Regions from separate parts of the Mus musculus genome. Here regions 1, 2, 3 and 4 are each linked to region 5. The links are chromatin contacts, called in public ChIA-PET and HiChIP or PLAC-seq maps. All regions are on one chromosome and are shown on one strand. The core of a region is the stretch at or near the end of the contact, and the rest is flanking DNA. Distances in the headings are between cores, read along the strand shown.

What was found. ChIA-PET counts read pairs in DNA pulled down with a chosen protein or histone mark. HiChIP or PLAC-seq counts read pairs in DNA pulled down with a chosen protein or histone mark.
Region 1: an RNA polymerase II ChIA-PET map of memory CD8 T cells shows a contact between it and region 5, with 86 read pairs. The contact joins two enhancer-like sites. A contact is called at or near these places in 7 of 39 promoter capture datasets (the 3T3-L1 cell line, the C10 cell line, the HPC-7 cell line and 4 more), 9 of 484 Hi-C or Micro-C datasets (the AML12 cell line, the Ba/F3 cell line, the C10 cell line and 5 more) and 20 of 115 datasets of contacts at active chromatin or transcription factors (the HPC-7 cell line, the SCID.adh cell line, T-cell acute lymphoblastic leukemia and 17 more).
Region 2: an H3K27ac HiChIP or PLAC-seq map of T-cell acute lymphoblastic leukemia shows a contact between it and region 5, with 9 times the contacts expected there. The contact joins two enhancer-like sites. A contact is called at or near these places in 4 of 39 promoter capture datasets (the C10 cell line, the HPC-7 cell line, cranial neural crest and 1 more), 2 of 15 datasets of contacts at CTCF or cohesin (the NIH/3T3 cell line and large pre-B cells), 10 of 484 Hi-C or Micro-C datasets (the N1E-115 cell line, Sertoli cells, Th1 cells and 6 more), 25 of 115 datasets of contacts at active chromatin or transcription factors (CD8 T cells, the HPC-7 cell line, T-cell acute lymphoblastic leukemia and 19 more) and 1 of 9 other capture datasets (embryonic stem cells).
Region 3: an H3K4me3 HiChIP or PLAC-seq map of embryonic forebrain shows a contact between it and region 5, with 4 times the contacts expected there. The contact joins two enhancer-like sites. A contact is called at or near these places in 9 of 39 promoter capture datasets (the C10 cell line, the HPC-7 cell line, cranial neural crest and 6 more), 1 of 15 datasets of contacts at CTCF or cohesin (the NIH/3T3 cell line), 5 of 484 Hi-C or Micro-C datasets (the C10 cell line, CD8 T cells, the HPC-7 cell line and 2 more), 19 of 115 datasets of contacts at active chromatin or transcription factors (DN3 thymocytes, T-cell acute lymphoblastic leukemia, bone marrow-derived macrophages and 14 more) and 1 of 9 other capture datasets (embryonic stem cells).
Region 4: a FOXA1 HiChIP or PLAC-seq map of pancreatic cancer cells shows a contact between it and region 5. The contact joins two enhancer-like sites. A contact is called at or near these places in 18 of 39 promoter capture datasets (the 3T3-L1 cell line, 3T3-L1-derived adipocytes, the C10 cell line and 12 more), 3 of 15 datasets of contacts at CTCF or cohesin (the G1E-ER4 cell line, large pre-B cells and pro-B cells), 7 of 484 Hi-C or Micro-C datasets (CD4 T cells, the N1E-115 cell line, bone marrow-derived macrophages and 3 more), 23 of 115 datasets of contacts at active chromatin or transcription factors (the HPC-7 cell line, T-cell acute lymphoblastic leukemia, bone marrow-derived dendritic cells and 13 more) and 1 of 9 other capture datasets (embryonic stem cells).

The regions. Positions count from the first base shown.
Region 1 is chr17:83,653,408-83,657,555 of GRCm38.p6, reverse strand. No RefSeq gene overlaps it. Among named protein-coding and RNA genes, the nearest start is that of Kcng3, 24 kb to the right of the region's middle. Within about 2 kb of position 2,780, at least 66 of the 459 cell types and tissues checked have an H3K27ac peak or open chromatin away from gene starts, as enhancers often do. A contact at or near this core is called in CD8 T cells, the CH12 cell line, the HPC-7 cell line and 6 more, where this site is marked.
Region 2 is chr17:83,543,959-83,548,047 of GRCm38.p6, reverse strand. It overlaps Gm41635 (a long non-coding RNA gene), which reads left to right. Exons shown (of 2, transcript XR_877027.2): 2 at 163-2,368. Among named protein-coding and RNA genes, the nearest start is that of Gm52292, 4.3 kb to the right of the region's middle. Within about 2 kb of position 1,832, at least 67 of the 459 cell types and tissues checked have an H3K27ac peak or open chromatin away from gene starts, as enhancers often do. A contact at or near this core is called in the N1E-115 cell line, T-cell acute lymphoblastic leukemia, cerebral cortex and 5 more, where this site is marked.
Region 3 is chr17:83,781,310-83,785,660 of GRCm38.p6, reverse strand. Mta3 (metastasis associated 3) reads right to left here. Exons shown (of 17, transcript NM_001379391.1): 10 at 3,685-3,759; 11 at 1,326-1,384. Among named protein-coding and RNA genes, the nearest start is that of Gm46597, 5.5 kb to the right of the region's middle. Within about 2 kb of position 2,265, at least 34 of the 459 cell types and tissues checked have an H3K27ac peak or open chromatin away from gene starts, as enhancers often do. A contact at or near this core is called in embryonic basal ganglia, embryonic forebrain and forebrain, where this site is marked.
Region 4 is chr17:83,572,832-83,577,163 of GRCm38.p6, reverse strand. It overlaps a transcript of Kcng3 not described here. Among named protein-coding and RNA genes, the nearest start is that of Gm34801, 7.1 kb to the right of the region's middle. Within about 2 kb of position 2,378, at least 12 of the 459 cell types and tissues checked have an H3K27ac peak or open chromatin away from gene starts, as enhancers often do. A contact at or near this core is called in pancreatic cancer cells, where this site is marked.
Region 5 is chr17:83,274,552-83,278,661 of GRCm38.p6, reverse strand. No RefSeq gene overlaps it. Among named protein-coding and RNA genes, the nearest start is that of Gm24240, 6.6 kb to the right of the region's middle. Within about 2 kb of position 2,266, at least 392 of the 459 cell types and tissues checked have an H3K27ac peak or open chromatin away from gene starts, as enhancers often do. A contact at or near this core is called in CD8 T cells, the CH12 cell line, the HPC-7 cell line and 16 more, where this site is marked.

The DNA of each region.
Region 1 (4,148 bases), core at 1,531-4,030, 380 kb before region 5:
TGAGAAGCTTCGGGTTTCACTCTGCAGTGTGAATGTTAAACAGGGCCAGTACCTCTTTTTGTTCATTTTGTCTGAGGTGGGGGTGGGTAGTGGGCTTTATGTCTTACCACGTAGCCCAGGCTGGCCTCAAACTCGCCTCCTCCTTGCTTCAGCTTCTCAAGTTTTGGGATGACAGATAGGTATCACTGTCTCTGGCTGAGACACCAGCTTCTATTCCATTGTTTCTGTTTGTTGAGATAGGATTTCTGATGCTGTAGCCCAGGCTGGTCCCAGACTGGTGGCAAACCTTGTGCCTCAACCTCCCTACTGCTGGGATTATGTTTATAACCCAGCATATCTTGCTTTTTGTTTTTATTTTTTAAAGAAATTAAATTTATTTATTTTGTGTATGTGTTTATTTGTGTGTGTGTGTGAGAGAGAGAGAGAGAGAGAGAGAGACAGAGAGACAGAGTGGGAGAGAGAGTGGTGTGAGGGGTGGGGCAAGGGAGAGAACACTACAGTGCACATGTAGAAGTCTGAGAAAAACTTTCAAAAGTTGATTTTCGGTCTGGCGAGATGGCTTAGTGGGTAAGAGCACTGACTGCTCTTCGGAAGGTCCCTGAGTTCAAACCCCAGCAACCACATGGTGGCTCACAACCACCTGGAATGAGATCTGAAGCCCTCTTCTGGTATGTCTGAAGTCAGCTACAGTGTACTTATATATAATAATAAATTAATCTTAAAAAAAAAAAAGAGTTGATTTCCTCTTCAACCAGTGTGGGTTCCAGGACCTGGTTCAGGTCACAAGCCTTAGCAGTAAGCAACTTTTTGTTTTGTTTTTGTTTTTGTTTTTGTTTTTTTCGAGACAGGGTTTCTGTGTAGCCCTGGCTGTCCTGGAACTCACTCTGTAGACCAGGCTGGCATGGAACTCAGAAATCCACCTGCCTCTGCCTCCCGAGTGCTGGGATTGGAGGCATGTGCCATCACGCCCGGCCAGTATATCTTTATTTGTGTGTTTCTGTGTAAGTATATTCAAATGTGTGTGAATGCACACGACCTCGTGAAAAGACACTGATTCCCCGAAGCCTGGAGTTATAGGAGTTTGCTGGATGCCTGGCTCATTACTTGGGTGCCAGAATCTTAACTCTGGTCTTCATGACTTGGCAGCAAGTATCACCCATAGCTTCATAGTAAAGCCATCCTGGGCTAAAGACCATATCTCAAAAAACATTAATAACAGGCAGATATATTTTCTAACTATGCCCTTTTTACCCCTGTATCTACAAACCCAAAGCCCATGATGGCTGTAATACATATTATTAATATTTTATTTTTTAAAGATTCATTTATTTATTATATACAGTGTTCTGCATATATAGCTCTATGTCAGAAGAGGCGCCAGATCTCATTATAGATGATTGTGAGCTACCATGTGGTTGCTAGGATTTGAACTCAGGACCTCTGGAAGAGCAGTCAGTGCTCCTAATCACTGAGCCATCTCTGCAGCCCCAGTCCCTGGTGTTTTAACAAAGCCTGTGATTCTCAGAGGACTGATCAGAGCTATTCCCTGACAATGTAAAATTTCCAGTGGAGGTAGGTCAAGGCTCAGCAACAATCTGATCTGTCGCAGGAGCCGAGCAGAAGCCATTCCCTGGCAGGAAGGAACAGACATGCAGCCAGCAGGAGGCTGTAGAATGTCTGGTTCTATCTTAGCGTGGTGAAACATGACTTTGTGAGTTCAAGGTCAGTCTGGTCTACAGAGTGAGTTCTAGGACAGCCAGGGCTACACAGAGATATTAGAGAAAAAAAAAGCAGGAAGGAAGGAAGGAGGGAAAAGAAAAAAAGGAAGGAAGAAAGAGGAAAAGGAAGGAAGGAAGGGAGGGAGGGAGGAAGGAAGGAAGGAAGGAAGGAAGGAAAGAAGGAAGGGAGGGAGGGAGGGAGGGAGGGAAGGGAAAGTCTGTTTCTAGCACCACACTTGGTGGCCATTGCCAGCAATCAAGAGGCTAAATCAGAATAGTCAGGTATGCTGGAGAACTCCTGTAACCCAGCACTTAGACAAGAGGACCAGGAGCCCAAGATTATCCTTGGCCATATAGTGAGACCAGTCTGGCCTTTAGGAGGCCCTATTTCAACTTCACCTCCCCATAGCCCCCCCTCCCCCCAACTTTATCTCCTCCCCAAATCCCTGTTTCTCAAGACTGGAGAGGTGAGCAGGGACACTTCTTAGCATATGAGACCCTGGGTTTAATTCCCTGTGTTGAAAAAAAGAAAGCAAGCACAATGAAGCCGTGAGGTGTGTTGTTCTGAATTGGCCTGGCAATCCATTCATAAACAACTATGCCCAGAACAAACATCAGGGTGTTTCCATGTGGCACTCAGGGTCTGGGGCTAGGCCGGGCTTGATTTATTCTTTATTTTTGTGGTGCTAGGGAATTCAATCCAGGCCCTGTAGCTCTCTATGCTGAGTTTCAGAGCCATCTCTCTCGCTCCCTTTTTATGCCAGACAGGTTGTCACCATGACATCTGGATTGTTCTAGAACTCGCTCGGTAGTGCCGGCTGACCTCAAAACCACCGTGATTCTCCTGTGTCAGCCTCAAGGTCCTGCCGAGGTCACTGGTGTGAATACACCCAGCCGGTTCCAGATCTTTATCAAGGACTTTTACAAGGTTGATTTTCTTCTTTAGGTTGCTGGTATTTGCTGCCCCACCCCCACCCCCAAACAGGAAGTCGTCTAGCTCGGAGCACATCTCTTTTATTCTCACACAACACACAACCACCGGATGTCCCTCCACTAAGGAAATACTTCGTCACTCCTTGAGAGTGTCATGACCTTGTTTCCCACAAGGCATTGCGAGATTGCCAGAGCGCTTACATGGACCTTTCCTGTGGTGCTCAGACACTTTCCATCCTGGGATCTCCACCTATCCAAGTGGTGCCGTGTATCTGAGATCCTGGGTCCACCCCAACAGGCCTGTGAGATGCACCTCTCCAAGGGGGGAGACCCGCATGCTCTTCCAGATGGAGCTCAGGTTTAGGATAAGCTCAGAATCAGCGGCAAACAGTAACCCAGCTGCCTCCCAAACTGACATCTGAACACGAGAAGGTAACCAGGCAAGGCAGTTTACTTTAGCAAAAAGGCGCGCGACACCCCAAACATCCAATCAAGAACAGTAGCGAGGAAGCTCATTCAATTTTAGTTCTAAAGCGCTAAAGTCTGTCTCTATGTCTGTCTGCATGTGAGTACAGGTGAGTGTGTGGAGGCCAAAGGTCAATGTAAGTCACTTTACTCTACCTAACTCTTTATTGCATTTTCCCCCCCCTGGGACAGGGTTTCTCTGTGTAGCCCTGGCTGTCCTAGAACTCACTCTGTAGACCAGGCGGGCCTTGAACTTAGAAATCCACCTACCTCTGCCTCCCGAGGGCTGGGATTAAAGGCGTGCACCACCACGCTCTGCTCTTTATGGCATTTGTAAAAAAATAAATAAGTACACTGTAGCTGTCTTCAGACGCACCAGAAGAGGGCATCAGATCTCATTATGGGTGGTTGTGAGCCACCATGTGGTTGCTGGGATTCGAACTCAGGACCTTCAGAAGAGCGGTCAGTGCTCTTACTCGTTGTGCCCCTCTTTATTGCATTTTTAATTTATACTTTTAAAACATTCATTTTGTTTATCTTGTGCATGCAGCTTGTCCTGATTACTGTTATGGCTGTGAGAAGTCACCATGGCAACCACACTTTTTTTTTTTTTTTTTGAGATCCTGTGTCTCACTACATAGCTCACTATGTAATTCATTCACTCCTGAACTCACTATGTAGACCAGGCTAGCCTCAGAGCAATAAAGATCCACTTGCTTCTGCCTCCCAAGTACTGGAACTAAAGCTGTGTGCCACTGTGCCCAGCATTAAGGACAGAGTCTCTGTAACTGGCAGGTCTGGAACTCACCATACAGATCAGGCTGGTCTCAATTTGAATAGATCTACCTGCTTTTGCCTTGAATTTTTCATGATGTGTGTGTGCGTGCGTGCCACGTTTGCTGCCTGCGTGAAGGGGCCCACAGAGGCCAGAGAATGGCGTTGGATCCCTTGAAGCTGGAGTTACGCACAGCTGTGAGCTACCAGACATGGAAAATGTATAATACCCCAGTAATAAGTTTTACATTGATAATT
Region 2 (4,089 bases), core at 583-3,082, 270 kb before region 5:
ATGGAACAGATACAGGAAATTCGCTTTGCTTTCTGGTTTTTTAAAATAGTAATCACTTATTTGGCAAGTGCCTCGGAAGCTCTCAGCTTGTGTATTAACTCGTCTAATCCTCCCACCACCAGCCGTGAGAGGTAAGCACTGTTTCTTACCTCTGTTTTGCAGATGAGGAACGAGGGAGGAGGCTTAGAGAGGTTAACTAGCTTGTCTAGTGGTGACCTGTCCGTAGCAGTCATCATCTGGCCTTGAAACACACCCAGCCTTTGGAGCTCAAGTCACAGAAAAGTCACCAGCCAAGCCCATTCCGACTGACACCTTCCCTGCCTGCCACCTCCACATCTTGGATTATAGAATCAGAGTGCCAGCCCAGCAAGCATGCCCAAGGAATGAAGGAGGAAGACTCTGGAGTTCTGGGTGTCGCCAGCACAGACATCAATAAAGGCTCGGGGAGAGGCGAAAGATTAGAAAAGGCCAGGTGACCTGGAGGGGTGGGGCCTGAGGGCTGAAGTGTAGATTAAGAGCAGGTAAGAGGGGCTGCGGTTGTGTAGCTCGGTTGCTTAGGATGCATGAAGCCCTGGGTTCAGTCCCCAGCAACCCACAGAGTACAGGAGGAGCAAAAGTTCAGGGTCATCTCCAACATAGCAACGTTGAGCTCAGTTGGGCTGTGCCAGCTGCCTGTCTGGAGACGAGGTTCCCTCCCTGCACCATACTGTAGAGGCATGGTATACAGAGCCTCTGGTTTGCATCTGTCAAGCATCCCCAGTGTTCAGCATCGCCCCCTTAGGTGTGGTCCTCTGTACATCCTGGCTTCCTTTGAGCCGAGCGGATAGAAAGACTCATTAGGAAATTTGAGGCGGCTGTACTTGTTAGGAATAGAGAGCCCTGTAAATTCTACTTCGGGCGTGGTAGGGAGAGTTGGGACCAAATTTTTAAGATACAAATAAGAGCACTTTCGTACCATAAACTCATCTTTGCTCATTGAATTAATCAAAGAGATAAGAAATATTGAAAAAAGAGAGAGTGTGTGTGCTAGGCATAGGGCTCTTGATTAATGAGGAGGCCCGGAAGAACAGCTTTCTCAGGGGGGCGCATAGGGAGCGATCCTGTACCAATTGCTACCTTATCACGTAAGTTTCATTCCTTGGTCCCCTAGCTGACTGTAAATAAGCCAATTTTAAGGGTACTGTTGCAAGCTAGACTCGCTGGAGTCGAGAGTTTGAGGTCACACTAATGAGCTGTGAGTTATGGGTGCTCTCAGGTGATTCAGTTTTGCCCTGAATGCGAAGGCAGCTCTCTTGGGCTTGTCTCTTGGTTCTAAAGTGCTGGCTGGTCTGTGGGGTTTGTAGGAGAGGGCATGGCTTGCCTGGAAAAAGCCGCCGATCTCTAAGGATGCTCTTAATAAAGTCACAGTAGTAATGAGGCAGATGGGCCCTGCATTTGGAATGCAAATTCACATCCTGGCAGAGCAGCCGGAGGAGGACCGGGCCCAGCCGAGCTCAACGGAAGCGTCCTTTTCAAACATCTCCATGGAGAACCTGTATTTGCACCCAGAACGAAGGAAACAGCTTGAGGCTGAGACAGCCCTGGGGAGTTCTCAACCAAAACTAGATTGCCCGAGGGACACCCCGGGGAAACCCTGATGAAGAGTCCAAGTTGGACTCATAGAAAATGAGAGTTAATGAGATGCAAGGGAACAGTGAAGACTGGAGACAGCTTTGAGTGGGGAGGACAACCCAGCCTCCAAATGCAGGGCTGAGGAATGCTGAGAGAACTCTCCAAGTATTTGTTAAGTTTTTGAGTCACCTAAGAGAAATGAGCCTTCCTGGGGAAAGAACAAAGACTTCCGACCTGACAGCTTCGAGCAAGGCCGGAGCACATCAAAACAGCCTCTGCAGAGGCGCGTGATAAACAGCCCACAGTCCTTTTCCCCTGACTTTTATTTCTTCTCTCTGATCATCCGTGTATTTCACGATTTCTCATTCCTTCGTTCACTTCCACCCCGAGGGACAGGGTCACAGAGCGATCAGGGACACATCCAGGAACAGAATATTAAAGGCTCCATCCTTGTTCCACATCTGAGAAAGAACATTGGGGAGCCGGGGAAAATGAAACAAATCACTCACCCCGACGACGGCTCAGAATAGATCATTCCCGGGGCTCCGCGGCCGCGTTCGCGGCTGAATCCGGAGCTCTGCGAAAGGCGCTTAAGAGATTTTATTCCTAATCTACTTTTTCCTCCTTAGAGCTTTGGAAATATGGCTGTGTAATTTAATGATTACAGGAGATGAGCCGAAGAATGAGCTAAATAAGATAACATCGGCTCGCTTTGTAATGAGGGGGCCGAATTTTCCAAATATAGAGCAAAATCCAATTGTGGCCCTGTTGTTTATAAATGTTTCCTGCATGACATTTACATGAGAGCCTCTGTTGGGACCCACAGTGTCCTTTTTCATATCTCGAGCCTTCTCCTTGGCTTTCTACAGAATTAAGGGAGGAGAATGCAAGCTGATTTCTGTAGATCACCCTGTTGGCCGTATAGACTAGTGTGTTGTGCTGCTGAAAGAAATATAGGCTGGAGTTAGACATCTACACAGTGAGCAATGTCAATGGTTACCATGAGAGGCAGCAGACACCCCTGAAACATCACGAGCTTTTCAATAGTGGATAACAAATAAGATTCAAAAAGCAATAGTAAGAAATACAGTTCAGCCGTGTGGTAGTGGCACACGCCTTTAATCCCAGCACTTGGGAGGCAGAGGCAGGCGGATTTCTGAGTTTGAGGCCAGCCTGGTCTACAGTGTGAGTTCCAGGACAGCCAGGGCTACACAGAGAAACCCTTGTCTTGAAAAAAAACAAAAAACGAAAGAAAGAAAGAGAGAAAGAAAGAAAGGAAGAGCATGGCTCTAGCTGCATACGTAGCTGAGATGGTCTCGTCGGTCATCAGTGGGAAGAGAGGCCCTTGGTCCTGTGAAGGTTTTATGCCCCATTATAGGGGAATGCCAGGGCCAGGAAGCAAGAGTAGGTGGGTTGGGGAGCAGGGGGATGGGGGAGGGGATAGGGGATTTTCAGAGGGGAAACTAGGAAAGGGGATAATATTTTAAATGTAAATAAAGAAAATATCTAATTTTAAAAAAACCAAATACAATTCAGTGTACGGGTGTTAGACTTTGACCAGGCATGTTGGGTCTCTGGTCGGTGCTAAGACATCAGGTGAACGGCATGTGGAATCTCTTACTTATCGCTATAACTTTCTGTTTGTCCCCAAATAAACATTTGGAGAAAGAAAACAGTGCTGCTTCAGATGTTGCTATCGAGGAGGGAATAGGAATAAAAGACCCGGTGTACACACCAGGAACGCTAGAAGTGTCCCTCCAGCTCTAAGTTTGTTTGGAAGAATCTGTCTTATGCAGAGTGCAGGGGGTTGATCATAGCTCCCTCAGCAATGGGGAGAAATGATGTGCAGCCAGAATCACACGCCACAGGAGAGTTGGTGTTGCCACAGCAAGGACTCTGAGAACTTACCAAGACTAGGAAGATATCTAATAACTGAGAATGCTGTCCTCAAGTATAAATGAATAGAAAGGGCAGGTTACAGCGTAAACAGTACAGCCCTGTTTTAAACAAATGTGCTTAGGACAGAGATAAAGATGTTCAAAGGTATAAAGAGTGGACTTCTCCAGATGTGAGACTGTTGGGATGTGTGGATTCGATTATGTCCCCTCATAGTGAATGTAAAAGCCAGCTTGAGCCACATAAAACCCTATCTTTAAAAAAAAAAAATTTTGGGCTGGTGAGATGGCTCAGTGGGTAAGAGCACCCGACTGCTCTTCCAAAGGTCCGGAGTTCAGATCTCAGCAACCACATGGTGGCTCACAACCATCCGTAACAAGATCTGATGCCCTCTTCTGGTGTGTCTGAAGACAGCTACAGTGTACTTACATATAATAAATAAATAAATCTTTAAAAAAAATTTTTTTTTCAGCTGGGAGTGGCCGCACATACCTGTGATCCCAACATTCAGGAGGCAGAGGCAGGAGGATCTCTCTGAGTTTGAGGCCAGCCTGGTCTCGAGAGTGAGTTCCAGGACAGCCA
Region 3 (4,351 bases), core at 1,016-3,515, 510 kb before region 5:
ACAATTGAGATTTTTATCCAGACTACTGTGTGGATCCCTGGCTCAGATAAAGACACCAAAGCCAGGGTACATTGAATAAAATCAGTCATTGGGTCACTGAGTCCCCACAGGTGCCGCGTGTTCGCTCTGAGGTGTCAGCACTGTGGGGCACTGTGGGACAGGGGCAAGGCTGTTTGCCCTGAGAAGCTCAGACTTGAGTCACAACCAGGGTTTTTCTTGTGGAACAACATATTTTGAATTTGTAAAGTAAATACATAATTTTAAAGGATATCAAAACAACACTGCAGAAGAAATAGAATAATTATGGGATGTGTAAATTACAGCTTTCAAAAAGTAAAAGAAAGCCAGGTGTGGTGGCGCACGCCTTTAATCTAAAGCACTCGGGAGGCAGAGGCAGGCAGTCCTCTGAGTTCGAGGCCAGCCTGGTCTACAGAGTAAGTTCTAGGACAGCCAGAGCTACACAGAGAAACCCTGTCTCAAAATAATAAAAAAATAGAAAGCAAAACAAAACACCCCCCCACACACACACACAACAACAAAACAACAAGAACCATGACAAGTACATCAGTTATGCCCTGAGGTAAATGTCCGCGAAGCCTCCTGCGTGTACGAACATGTACTATGCAATATACCCAGACCCAGCACAGAAACATCTACACAGAATTGCTGGTTTTAGCTCAAAGAATTTGAAAAATCTTGAAGTGGCAAAGAGAAAGTTGTCGTAGATTTGAGTAACCAAACCTAAGACATCAACGATGGACGAGTGTGATGCCCTTAACACAGATGGAGTGAAAAGAAAACTGACACTCACTTTTATACGACCATGACCTGAAAACCCAAAAGATGTGATAGGATGCTAGATGCAGGAAACAACCAGAACCTATTGACCATCTCCTCACGAAGTGTGGTCCAAGAAAACAACGTAAACCCCTCAGCAAATCATGCAAACAACACACCTCACAGTAACGAGGCACACTACCCAAGGACGCTCCTCCTGCCCTGCAGAATTCTCACTAAGTCCTAGCTGTGTCAAACAGCTGCTTTTAGTAACACGGTTACTCTCTCTCTCACAGGGACATCTGACACTTGCCCTGTAGCTTCATACAAAAACAAGCTGCGCTTGAGCCTCCAGCCCTTGTGCAGGTCACCCACTCCTTCCCAAAGTTGTTGCGTAGGACAACAGAAAACAAGTTCTGAGCTTCGAGGAGGAAAAACAGGTAAGAAAGACACACAAAACTATTCAGGTTTGTCACAGCGAACAAATGGCGTGCTTGGAAGGGCAGGGTTAAGAGCAGGACAATGTCTCAAAGGACTCGATTACTTACTAAGTCGGGATGTACACTTGTTTCAGTTTGCTCTCGGCTTCTGCGGCCTTTAGGCGCTTCTAATTCAAAAGATAGACAAGACGTTTTACGTGGAATGCATACCAATCATTAACACCCCATCTGCCTTACAGTGCACAATTCATTATCTTAAGACTTCTTCCATGTACATAAGCTAAAGCCTCAGTAACTTTTAAGAGAGCCATTAGCTTCTGAACCACAGAACTGTAAGCATACGCAAAACTCCACTTCCCAATCTTCTATTGTTGTTGTTGTTTTCTGACACAAGTTTTCTCTGTGTAGCCCTGGCTGTCCTGGAAATCACTTTGTAGACCAGGCTGGCCTCGAATTTGCAGAGATCCGCCTGCCTCTGCCTCCCAAGTGCCGGGATTAAAGGCGTGCGTCACCATGTCTGGCAGCTGCCCAATCTTCTATGAGGAAACTCTAAGGACTTTTCTGGTGTGCGTGAGTGTGTGATTTGGACCTGTGGCCCCACATATGCCAAGCACGTGCTCTACCACGAAGCTTTACCTCCAACTCTCAGGACAGTGACAAGGGCCATTCTTATTTTTACAGGTTTAGTTTCCCATTTTACCTCTTGTCTTTCTGAAAGGAATATGCGTGCAAACACTGCCCCCCACCCCCAATACAACATTTGCTTTTAGAAAAATTATTTAGTATCTAAACTCTATGCAAGAGAGAGTGACTGTAGTTACTCAGAATAGAATGGAACAGAGCTGTACCCTCACGTGATGGAGCACATGCAGTAACTAACTATCAGTCAGTTCTGAGACAGAGCTCGCTATTAGGCTGAGCCTGGCCTGGAACTCACCACCATGCTGTTCAGCCTTGCCTCAGACTCCCAAGTGCAGGGATTGCCGGTCTGTACTGTGCCTGGCTCTGTAAGACCCGTCAAGCCTGTCTGAACTCACAGACCGCTGCATGGGAAGTCACGGAGGGGCCAAACGCAGGCAAAGAATGGGAAGGTGAACATATTGTCGGATCTACACCATGATCAGCACAGAAATAAAGGCAAATGGAATGGGGGTCAAGTACAGTCACTGTCCCCAGAGAGACTCAAACGCCCCCTCCAGTTGTCCTACAGATGAAGACAAAATTATTCAGGGACAACCTGAGACTTCTAATGGAGTCAACACTTTTGGAAAACACTCCTTCCAAACACAGTAAACTGCCCTTAGTGCCGTGTCTGTGCCTTCTTTGGGGACACTTCCTAACTTGAACAGCACAGGTTTCCAGACTGCATAGCCTTCATCTCCAGCACAGTTGTTTAAAATATGCACTTTCTGAATTCCATATGGTGTTGACACTGGAAATTGTTCAGTGCGCTGTAGATTTCTATTCACTATTCATGACCACGGCAACGCCTGGCACTTGAGAGTGATCCTTAAATGAATGTGTGCAGCATCCAGTCCCTGCTACTGTGCAGCTGGCACATTTAGGCAAATGCCATCTGCTTTTAATCTCTGCCTTGGTTCTGACACGTGACTGCAAGAATCTAAAACAGACATTTACTGAGGTCATTTCAGAAATATGCCTTTCTCTAAAGGCAGATTTTTCAAAAAAAGTAACTAAGAGTTACATGAATTTAGGACATTTAGGAAGAGCTCAAAAATTAAATGATTCCCTACTTTTGAATGACTTTGGAGAAGAAAGCATCAAACTACAGAGACTAAAGCTACCATCCCCGGCTTGACGGCAAACACCTGCAATCCGAGCGCTTTGGAGGCTGAAGCAGGGGGAACTCTGGTTTAGGGACAACCTGGGCTACCCAGTGAGGCCTGTCTCAAAATAACAACAACCATGTTACAACTGCAGTCAAATGCTTGGAGCCCAATGGCAATGTGCCTACCTACCATATTCAAGGTCCTAGATTTGCTCCCTAGCATCTGGACAGAGGACTCCAAAGGGGATGGGGGGGGGGGGGGGAGGCTAGCACTTACGGAACAGGCCCACAAAAATGTCAGGTAAGGAGATTTTAGAAAACTGCAGCAGTATCTGAATTTTTAAGGCCGAGAGCTTCAGGCTCAAATTTTAATCCATAAAAGTATATCGTCCAAGGATTTCTAGTAAGCTTGCTGGAGACCAGGCACTGGCCAGACAATGCCTCTCTAGCTGCCTCTCTCCCTTTCATCTTTCTCAAGTAGTTTTAAAGATGAATGCTGAAAACAGTGAACCACTAGGATGAAACTGTTAAAGATAATATCCTACAGACATGAAACCATGGGATTTAAAGCAGTCTAGGGAGGATCAAACAGGTCCAGGATTCATTCGTTGCTCACAGACAATGACCCAAACAGAAAGGCTCTCTGTCATACCAAAGTGGGGTAGCATGGAAAGTTACCTGCTGCACGTATCTGTCAGTAGTTTTCCACATGTAATAATATTCAATGATGCTAGTCAAGGATTTCCACGGGAGCTGAAAGATATTTAAGACAACAATAATGAAAACAACCTATGGCATAAAGTGTTTTCCTTCAAAATCACATCTTTGAAATGATGTAGCAAGGATCTGTATGTTAGACTCCTTCTAGAAAAAAATCTTTTGGAAAAAAAGCAATATTAATTCTTAGCAAAAGTGTTTTAGGGTTTCTATTCCTGCACAAACATCATAACCGAGAAGCAAGGTGGGGAGGAAAGGGTTTTTTCAGCTTACACTTCCATACTGCCGTTCATCACAAAAGAAGTCAGGACTGGAACTCAGGCAGGTCAGGAAGCAGGAGCTGATGCAGAGGCCATGGAGGGATGTTACTTACTGGCTTGCTTTCCCTGGCTTGCTCAGCTTGCTTTCTTATAACCCAGGATTACCAGCCCACAGATGGTACCATCCACAATGAGTCCTCCCACCCTTGATCACTAATTGAGAAAATGCCCCCCACAGCTGGATCTCATGGAGGCATTTCCTCAAGGGAGGCTCCTTTCTCTGTGATAACTCCAGCTTGTGTCAAGTTGACACAAAACCAGTTAGTACCAAAAGGTATTAAGTTATATTTAATAAGAGATGCAATCCA
Region 4 (4,332 bases), core at 1,129-3,628, 300 kb before region 5:
TTACTTAGATATCATAACAGTTGACCCACCTGCCATATCCCAGAGTGGAAAGTGGGTTTTATTCAAGTCTCCTAATTGTTCTCCTTCCGAGAAGAAGAATGACTCATTCCATGGGCAGAAGGTGTGGCTGGTTGGTATCTGTGTCTGGAAGTGCAAGTGGGCTTGAATTGAAGTGGAGGCTGTTTATTTAATTACTAAATAAGTAGACTTCAGATCTTTCCAGCTAGAGGAGAACATACACTGTAATTGGCCTCACCCACCTTCACGGTTAGCACATTTCCAGCCTCGGAACGGCTCGCAACAGCTCTGGGACTGGCACCAGTGCTACCCACCAAGGCGTTTTAAAAAAAGATTTATTTATTTATTTATTTATTTATTTATTTATTTATTTATTTATTTATTTAATGTATATGAGTACACTGTAGCTATACAGATGGTTGTGAGCCTTTATGTGGTTGTTGGGAGTTGAATTTTTAGGACCTCTGCTCGCCCAGGTCGGCCCCGCTCTCTCTGGTTGGCTCTGCTTGCTCCGGGCAGCCCTGCTCACTCTGGTCAACCCTGCTAGCTCCAGTTGGCCCCATTTGCTCCAGTCAACTCCACTCGCTCAGTCCCTGCTTGCCCCGGCCCAAAGATTTATTTATTATTATACGTAAGTACACTGTAGCTGACTTCAGACGTACCAGTAGAGGGCGTCAGATCTCATTATGGGTGGTTGTGAGCCACCACGTGGTTGCTGAGATTTGAACTCAGGACCTTCGGAAGAACGGTGGCTCTTACCCGCTGAGCCATCTCGCCAGCTCCCAAGGATGCTTTTACATCTTCCTACAACAGAATGAGCCGGGACCTCACAACCTGATGGCAGCTGGCATCCTGGACGAGGGGAATTTGGGTTGTGAATCTCTACAGTTGCTCAGTTAGCATTTGCTAACATCATCATCATCACCACCACCACCACCATCATCATCACCACCACCATCATCATTTTTATTTGTTCAGTTAGGTAGCCTTAATTTTTTTTAATCCTGTCTTGTTTCTTTTATTTTAATCTAATCTGGAAACGTAATAAGCGATTCCTGCCAAACCTACCCCTAAAGCAACGTTTTTTCCGTAGTAAATGATTAAATTATTGGGCAAAAAAATAATTCAAATTTTTCTCTCTTAATGTCAGCGAGGGTTTGGTCGAGGAAATGAGTGTGGTAACTTTTTAAAGCGCTCTCCCTATCATTAGTTTATTTACTTACCAGTTTATCTTTGTATTGGGAACACTGTGGAGCTCCTTCCAGTTTTAAGGAAAACATTTTGAATGTGACTCTAGCTGGTAATCAAATTTTTACTGACTGGCATTCCATCAGTCTATCCAGTAATTAAAAAACACATAGACTAAGTCTCGGGTTAGAGCAGAAAGCTCTTGTATTTTTCTTCTGCAGTGTGTAGCATCCATCGTTCTTAGCCTCTAGGGCTCCAGATTGGTAGCTCGCACGTGAATGCACCAAATGGCCTGTGACTCAGATCTGTGTTACTCTTTATCTCAGAAAGCCATCGCCTGGAAATGCCCAAAGAGAACCCGTCAGGCCTTTTCTAACTTGAAAGTAAAGACTAGATCTACTTCTGCAAAGTTTGCATTATACAGATTTTTTAAAAAATTTGTAATCTATATGTTATGAATCGTGTTCTAGTTGAATTATGTATGTAAGGGTAAAGTGTGTGTCTGTCTGCACTAAATAAAGTGCTTTATACGTTTGGCCATCTGTAACATGGTAGTTCAGCTTTTAAGCTTAAAAAAATAATCATTTAATTCTATGTATTTCAATTTTGATTTTGGAGTAAGAATAATTTCAATAAATCACCCTGCCATCCCTTTTAAGACCGAGGCCTCTCTCTTTAGTACAGAATAGCTTGAGTTTTGGTGCACATTTGTGTTATTTTATAGAATTCTGTCAAAGTAACCTTATAGTAAAATTAGCCTTGTGTGGAAAGCCTTATTGCAAAGATATTGGAGAATTTAATTTAAAGTACTTTTTCTAGAATTCAGACTCGGGTATTTGGGGTCATATACAAACATTTGGAAGAGTTCTCATTTAGTTATGGGAGGGATGTAGCCATGAATGTCTCTGCAGTTTGATGTCTGTATTTATGTTGAGTACGTTGTACCTCAGCTTCCTTCCTAGGACTGTCATATGATAAAGTCCATAGGTGGATGAATGGCGTGTGTGTGTGTGTGTGTGTGTGTGTGTGTGTGAGAGAGAGAGAGAGAGAGAGAGAGAGAGAGAGAGAGAGAGAGAGAGAGAGAGAGAACTTGCCTTAAAATAGCCTCATATGGTCAAATAGGCTTGCCCGTGACTCATCTCTCCGTGTGCCTCATGAGTCAGGCCCAACAGAATCCGTGCACGCAGGAGAGAATCACTGTCTAACTTTGGGTGATCCAAACCTGGATTAAATACTTCACCACGTAAAGATTGTATGGAAGAGGCGACCCTTGTGTGCTTTTAGCTTTTATTGTTTAAAGTGATCAAGTAGATTAGAGGAGGCGTTGGTTTGAGTCACTTTTAATCGATTCTTTCCTTAATGGCAGTGGCGAGGTAGAATGGGCATGTGCCCAATATTGCTATTTCCACGACTGACCGACCGCCACCATTAATGGTCACTGCACACATCACAAGAGGGGCCAGGTGTGCTGTGTCAGCCTGTTTAGGAGATGACACAGAGGGAGGGTAAGGGGATGCTATAGTCTGTGTGTGACTTATGGTAATTAAATTGTATGCTTAAGTCTTAGAGAAATGATGGTTCATGGTCACAGCTTTTGTCACCTGATAAAAGAGTCCTTAAATCAGCTTAGTCTATGTGATGTAACCTTGTTTTATACCTTAATACAGATGTAGTAGAGTGTGTGATCCTATGGTCACAGTTTCTCATGGCTGTGTTACATATGTATTTATGTCAGACTTTGGTAGTACCTATAAATGTATATCCCGTATTTAACTCATGGTTGAAGCTTTTTGGCCTCTTCAGTCCTTAAGGAGATAAATATTTTATTAAACATCTACTATGTTTTGTTGTAAACATGTTGTATGCACATCAGCAGAACAGAATTTGTATAGCTTGAACATTTGAAGAATTAATAAATCTTGACTTTGAAACCCAGCTCTTGTTTGATATGCAGTGGACGTTACTCTGTTGAGCTGACTTCTGTGTCCCTTCTTGATTGACTGACTTCTAAGCTAATGCTTCATTTTGCACTAAAGGACTGGTGGATAAAGCAGACCCTGTCCCAGGACTGGGGATGGACCCACGGCCTTGTACAGGCAAGATGGTGGCCACCCTGGAGTTGAGCCGTGCCCTCCTCAAAAGTTGTCTCCTGGCTATGGTACTGCCTTTGTCGTTGGGTGGCCATGAGCCAGTCACGTGGTCCCTCAGGCTCATGGGTATTCTCTTTTTTTTTTTAACAACTACTCTATGGTAAGAATATGATCAATATTAGATTCCAATTAATGATAATGCATACATATAGGCATGAACTGTGTGCGAATTTGAATCAGAAGTCTTGCTAATTATACTCCCGGTGTTGCTGGTGTTCAGTCTGCTGCCAGTGGCAGGAATGCCTGCTAGGCCCTTGCGGTTCTAACAAACAAGTTCCATGACTCTCCCCCGTCTCATCTCTATTCTCTCTGCACCATCATTACTAACCCCCCCACCCCCCACCTGTACACAAATTCTTTCCCCAGGTCTCAGCAGCATAGCAGACACATCCGTACAAGCACTGGCTGGTGGCATCTGGCTGGTGGCATCTGGCTGGTGGCATCTGGCATGGCTTTCCTGGAGCAGTTCTGCTTGCTTCATCTGTCACAGCGGGTGCTGGCGATGGGCTTCATGGTGACTTCAGAGGGCAGAGAAAAGCCATCCCTCTGAGCTGACAGGGCCCAGCATCCGTCTGGGGGGGCTCCCTGCCTGAGACCTGAGTCTGCCTATAGACCAGAAGAGCTTTCCTGTCGTTTATTGCTATTAAAGTGGCTGCTTCAAGAACTTGGCATAAAGGCTAAGGACGGTGGGGAGCCACAGGGAAATTGTGCTAATTATGTTTAAGATAGGAGCCCACGAGGCAGGTAACACTGGCGCACCGTTAATCACAGTGACGATTGCTTAGCCACGAGCTCTGCTTCTTGTCTGAGCTTCCCCCCCCCCCCACTTCAGGTTTTATTTTTGGAACTAATCAGGTTTTTGTTTTTCTTTTAAGGAAAAAAATAATGGATGTTCAAATGAACACTATATGTATGACTGGATTATTTTTCATAAACTTCAAAGAAGTGTGCGCTGTTGAAGATCATGACCTAAGTT
Region 5 (4,110 bases), core at 1,017-3,516:
AACCTCCTTCCACCCTTTCCCCAAGCTAGCAGACCACTGAGCACCCTACAGAAAACCTGCATCCATCAGAGGCCCTGGGCCTTATTATTAACCCTTTTTGTCTCAGTTGAATCTAAGAAGAAACAAGTCCCTCCTGAAATACTATATCTCACCAAACACAAGACCTGGCAGACCCAGTTCAGGAAGTCCCACTAGACAGCCACCAGCTTGCTGGGGTAGCAGCCCTCATTTTCTGGAGGCGTCACTTCCCCACTTTCCGGTTCTTTGCCACTAGCGGTTCTGCTGTTAGTAGATTGTCCTAGTAGGTCCAATCAAAATTAAGTGTCACGTTGTATCTTTTTGATACAGGGGCTCATGAATCTCAGACTGGCCTTGAGCTTGCTTTGTAGCAGAAAATGGTCTAGAATGTCTGAGCCTTCTGCTCCTACCTTTTGATTATAGAAGTGTACACCACACCTGGTTTATGTGACACTGGGGCTTGAAGCCAGAGCTTAGGCATGGGAGCAAAGCGCTCTAGCAACTGAGTACACCCTTGTCCCCCTCTCCCTTTTAAACTAAAGGCATTTCTCACCAATTCAAAGAGTGGCCTGCATTTCTTCAAGACACCTCCAGCATACCCTGGTGGTCAGAAAACGAGGAGAGAAGATAAAGGTCAGGGGACTTCTGAGTTAGGAAGAGAGAGCCAAGGCAGGAGATAAAGGCTCAGGATGGGATCTTAGGGGAGAGGAAACTCAGGCCTCTGATACTGATGCTGTTTGCTCCTCCTACTCTGATGGCCGGAAGTGCCCTGCTCAGGCGCGGGCGGGCGAGCGAGCGGGTGGGGAGCCTCTGCCTGCAGGCTCAGACTGCCTGCTGCTGGCCTGCGATATTTATAGTACCTATCTCTCCGGTTCTGTCTCCACCTGGATCTATGAGGTCTATGGCTGCCACATGTGTAGGGACTGTTCTGGGGGGTGGGGGGCACATTATCGATTTAAGTGGCTGGCGCTTGGCCATGGATGCAAGCTGGGATGGAAGCTAAGAAGTCTAAACTGAGGGCGGGCAGGGGAAACGCCAGACTGCAGCTCCTTTGTGCAAAGGGCTTGGTGGTTAGGCCTGGTGAAACCGGGGCTTTCCAGCTCCCGTGTCCCAGCAGCCGCGGCTGTGGGCGTGGTGAGGCAGGTGTGGGTGGCCAAGGATCTGTCTCAGTTTCCTCCCCGCCCTGGTGGCAGCTACTCAGAAGAGTTAAAGGCAAAACTGGCAAGAATTTTTCTTTGTAGTAGGAAAAGAGGGTCCCAGAGAGTTCACGGTGACAATCCTCTTTTCAGACACACAACTACCGGACTCCACGTTTGCAGACCTGTTATCGGCCGTGCGCACCTTCAATTTCCCCTAACCACCAACTACCTCCCTGGTTGCTCTCAGACAGCAATGACATCATTTGAACATATATAAATAACTGACCTCTCTGCCTTCCAAGCAGTGATTGTGGTTCGGAGCACAATGGTTAAAAGCAAGGAGGACTCCATTATCAGACTTTTTAAAGCTACAAAACAAACAAACAATCAACCCCCCACCCCTAAAACAAAACAACGAGAGCACAGGCTGGGCATAGTGGCTCACAGCTTGTCATTCCAGCACTAGGGGAACTGAAGCAGGAGGGTTGCCTACGAGTTCGAGGCCAACATGGGAAACTTTGGCAAACCGTGATAGATAGATAGATAGATAGATAGATAGATAGATAGATAGATAGATGATGCAAAGTGAGAACCCAGTCTAGACCAGGCCCAGCAGGAGTTAGCCACCTACAGGTCTCCGAGTAAAGCCCGCTCTGACTATTTCACTGACAAGCCGGGCTGGAAAGAGGCCAGCACAGGATCTTATGACTGGAAAGCAAAATAAAGAACAGCAGCAACGACCTAGAGAAACGAAAATACACTTGACACTCTGTCTCTGTCTTTCTTTTTCACATTTAACCTTGTCGCAACACAGATGAGTAGGCCGGGGTCACCGTTGCACAACAGTTTGGGAACTAGGTTAAGGAACTTGTAGTTTCAGACCCAGACGCATGACACTCGCGTGGGCGCTAATGTCCGCCCGGCTTTTCCACGCGGGCCGGGGACAGGTTCTGGCTGGCACAGCGGTACAGGTCTCAGGCTGCTGGAAAGGCCGGTTTCGTGGCCTGGGACGAGGGGGCGGCTGGCCGGGATCCGGAGCTGCACGGCGCGGCCAGGGCAGCTGGCAGTCAGCTGGTGCCGGGGCCGCGCTCGCTCACTCGGAGGGAGGCGAGCCGGCCGCATACCGCGGGGCGCAGAGGAAATAGCTGGGATTCCTCCCGCGGCGCCGCGCTCCCGTTCCCGCGGGGAGGATCGGGGGCGCGCGCCAGCGGTCCGCAGGCTCGTCCCCCGCACTGCCCGGGGAATCCTCCCCGAACCCCACCTTCAGCTCCCTAGCCACTCCCCGCCAGCGTGTGGGTGCTCAGAGGCACCGCGTGTTCTGGTCTTGCAGACTCTCCAGGCCAGCCAGGCCTCCTGCTTGTTGGTCTCTGACTGAGGACATGCGACAGCGCCCCTGGGAAGGCCAGCTAGCTGCACAATGGTCCCCACCCCTGCAGAGGATGTACCAGACCGGATGTGCTCTCTGTGACCCACCCCACTGATCTCGGAGCCTGCTCCAGGCAGTGGGCCCCTAGAGGTGCCAGCTTTAGCCTTTGGAAAGCTGTTGCCAGTGATGTGAACATTTCTGTCTAGGCTTCGAAACCGTCCTTGAGATAGGGATTTCCCACTTGGGGTGGCAGGAATGAGGCTAGCCCCTCAGGAACTGCTTGCTGCCAGGTGGTAAGGACGGGGTGATGGAGAAAGGAGGACCCTTACTCTAGTAAGGGCCTAGAGTGGGACCCTCTCTGACTGTATAGGCACAAGAAGGAAATGGAGACCCTTCTTTTTGGTTTTTTGTTTGTTTTGTTTTTTGAGACACGGTTTCTCTGTATAGCCCTCGCTGTCCTGGAACTAACTTTGTACACCAGGCTGGCCTTGAACTCAGAAATCCGCCTGCCTCTGCCTCCGGAGTGCTGAGATTAAAGGCGTGCGCCACCACGCCCGGCTGAAGAGTCAGGTGAGAAGGCTCCTCTCTTCTGAACAGAACCAACAGTTTGATCAGGTTAGGGATTAGGAGGTGGGAAGACAGAGGGCGGATCCTAAGTGGGGCCCACGTAACCTTTCCTAGGAGTTTGGCCCCTATTGCTTGGAACAGGGGTGGACGGATCTAGACTGTCTCTCTACTTTCCCTTGAGACGATTGCTTTGATTGATAATACATTTGGCCTGTTGAGATGGCCCACCCGGTAAAGGTGCTTGAGGCCAGGCCTGACGATCTGAGTTCAAACCCCAGGACCCACACGATGAAAATGGAGATCACACACAAAATGTTCAGCCAGGTCAATAGTCTTCTATTGTCTGTGGATTCTCCCCTGGGTCTTGCACTTTGTCCGTTTCCATGGCCTATATACGATCGGACTTTCACACTGGATTGTGAACAAAGGCTTTTCTCACACTGGATTGTGAACAAAAGCTTTTCCGTGTATCTTCCTAGTTAGATGTTAGCTTCACCACGCCAGGGCCCTGGTGAATCTCATATACCTTTGGGGACCTACCGTCTAGTAGTGTTTACCTTCCAGTATAAAGACTGCTTAAATGTTTGTTGAATGAATAAGAAGGATGAGGAGGGAATTGGGCAGGCCCGATACTAACAACATAGACCAGAGGCAAAGCTGGCCAATATGGAGCCAGCACACAGAGGGTACTTGCCACCTGCTACCCAGATCCAGGATGGGAAGGTCCTGGGGGCTTGGCTCTGTGTCTCCCGAGGCCACACCGACTCGTGGACATTCCTGTCCCGGCTCTAGGTCTGTCTATCTTGGTCGTATTGGTAGAGCCCCGTTTTCCCGATCCCCTTTACTTCCATGCTCCCCCATTCCTGGACAGCCTAGAAGGTTCTGGTTTCATGCAAATTGATACTATTTGGTCATTCCGATGGGGCTTATAAGTGGCCTAGCCTGAGACAGAGGACAGAAATGGCTTTCACTAAGCTGTCTGCCTTCAGGACAGAGTGACTTTAAGCTCAAAGCCCAAGT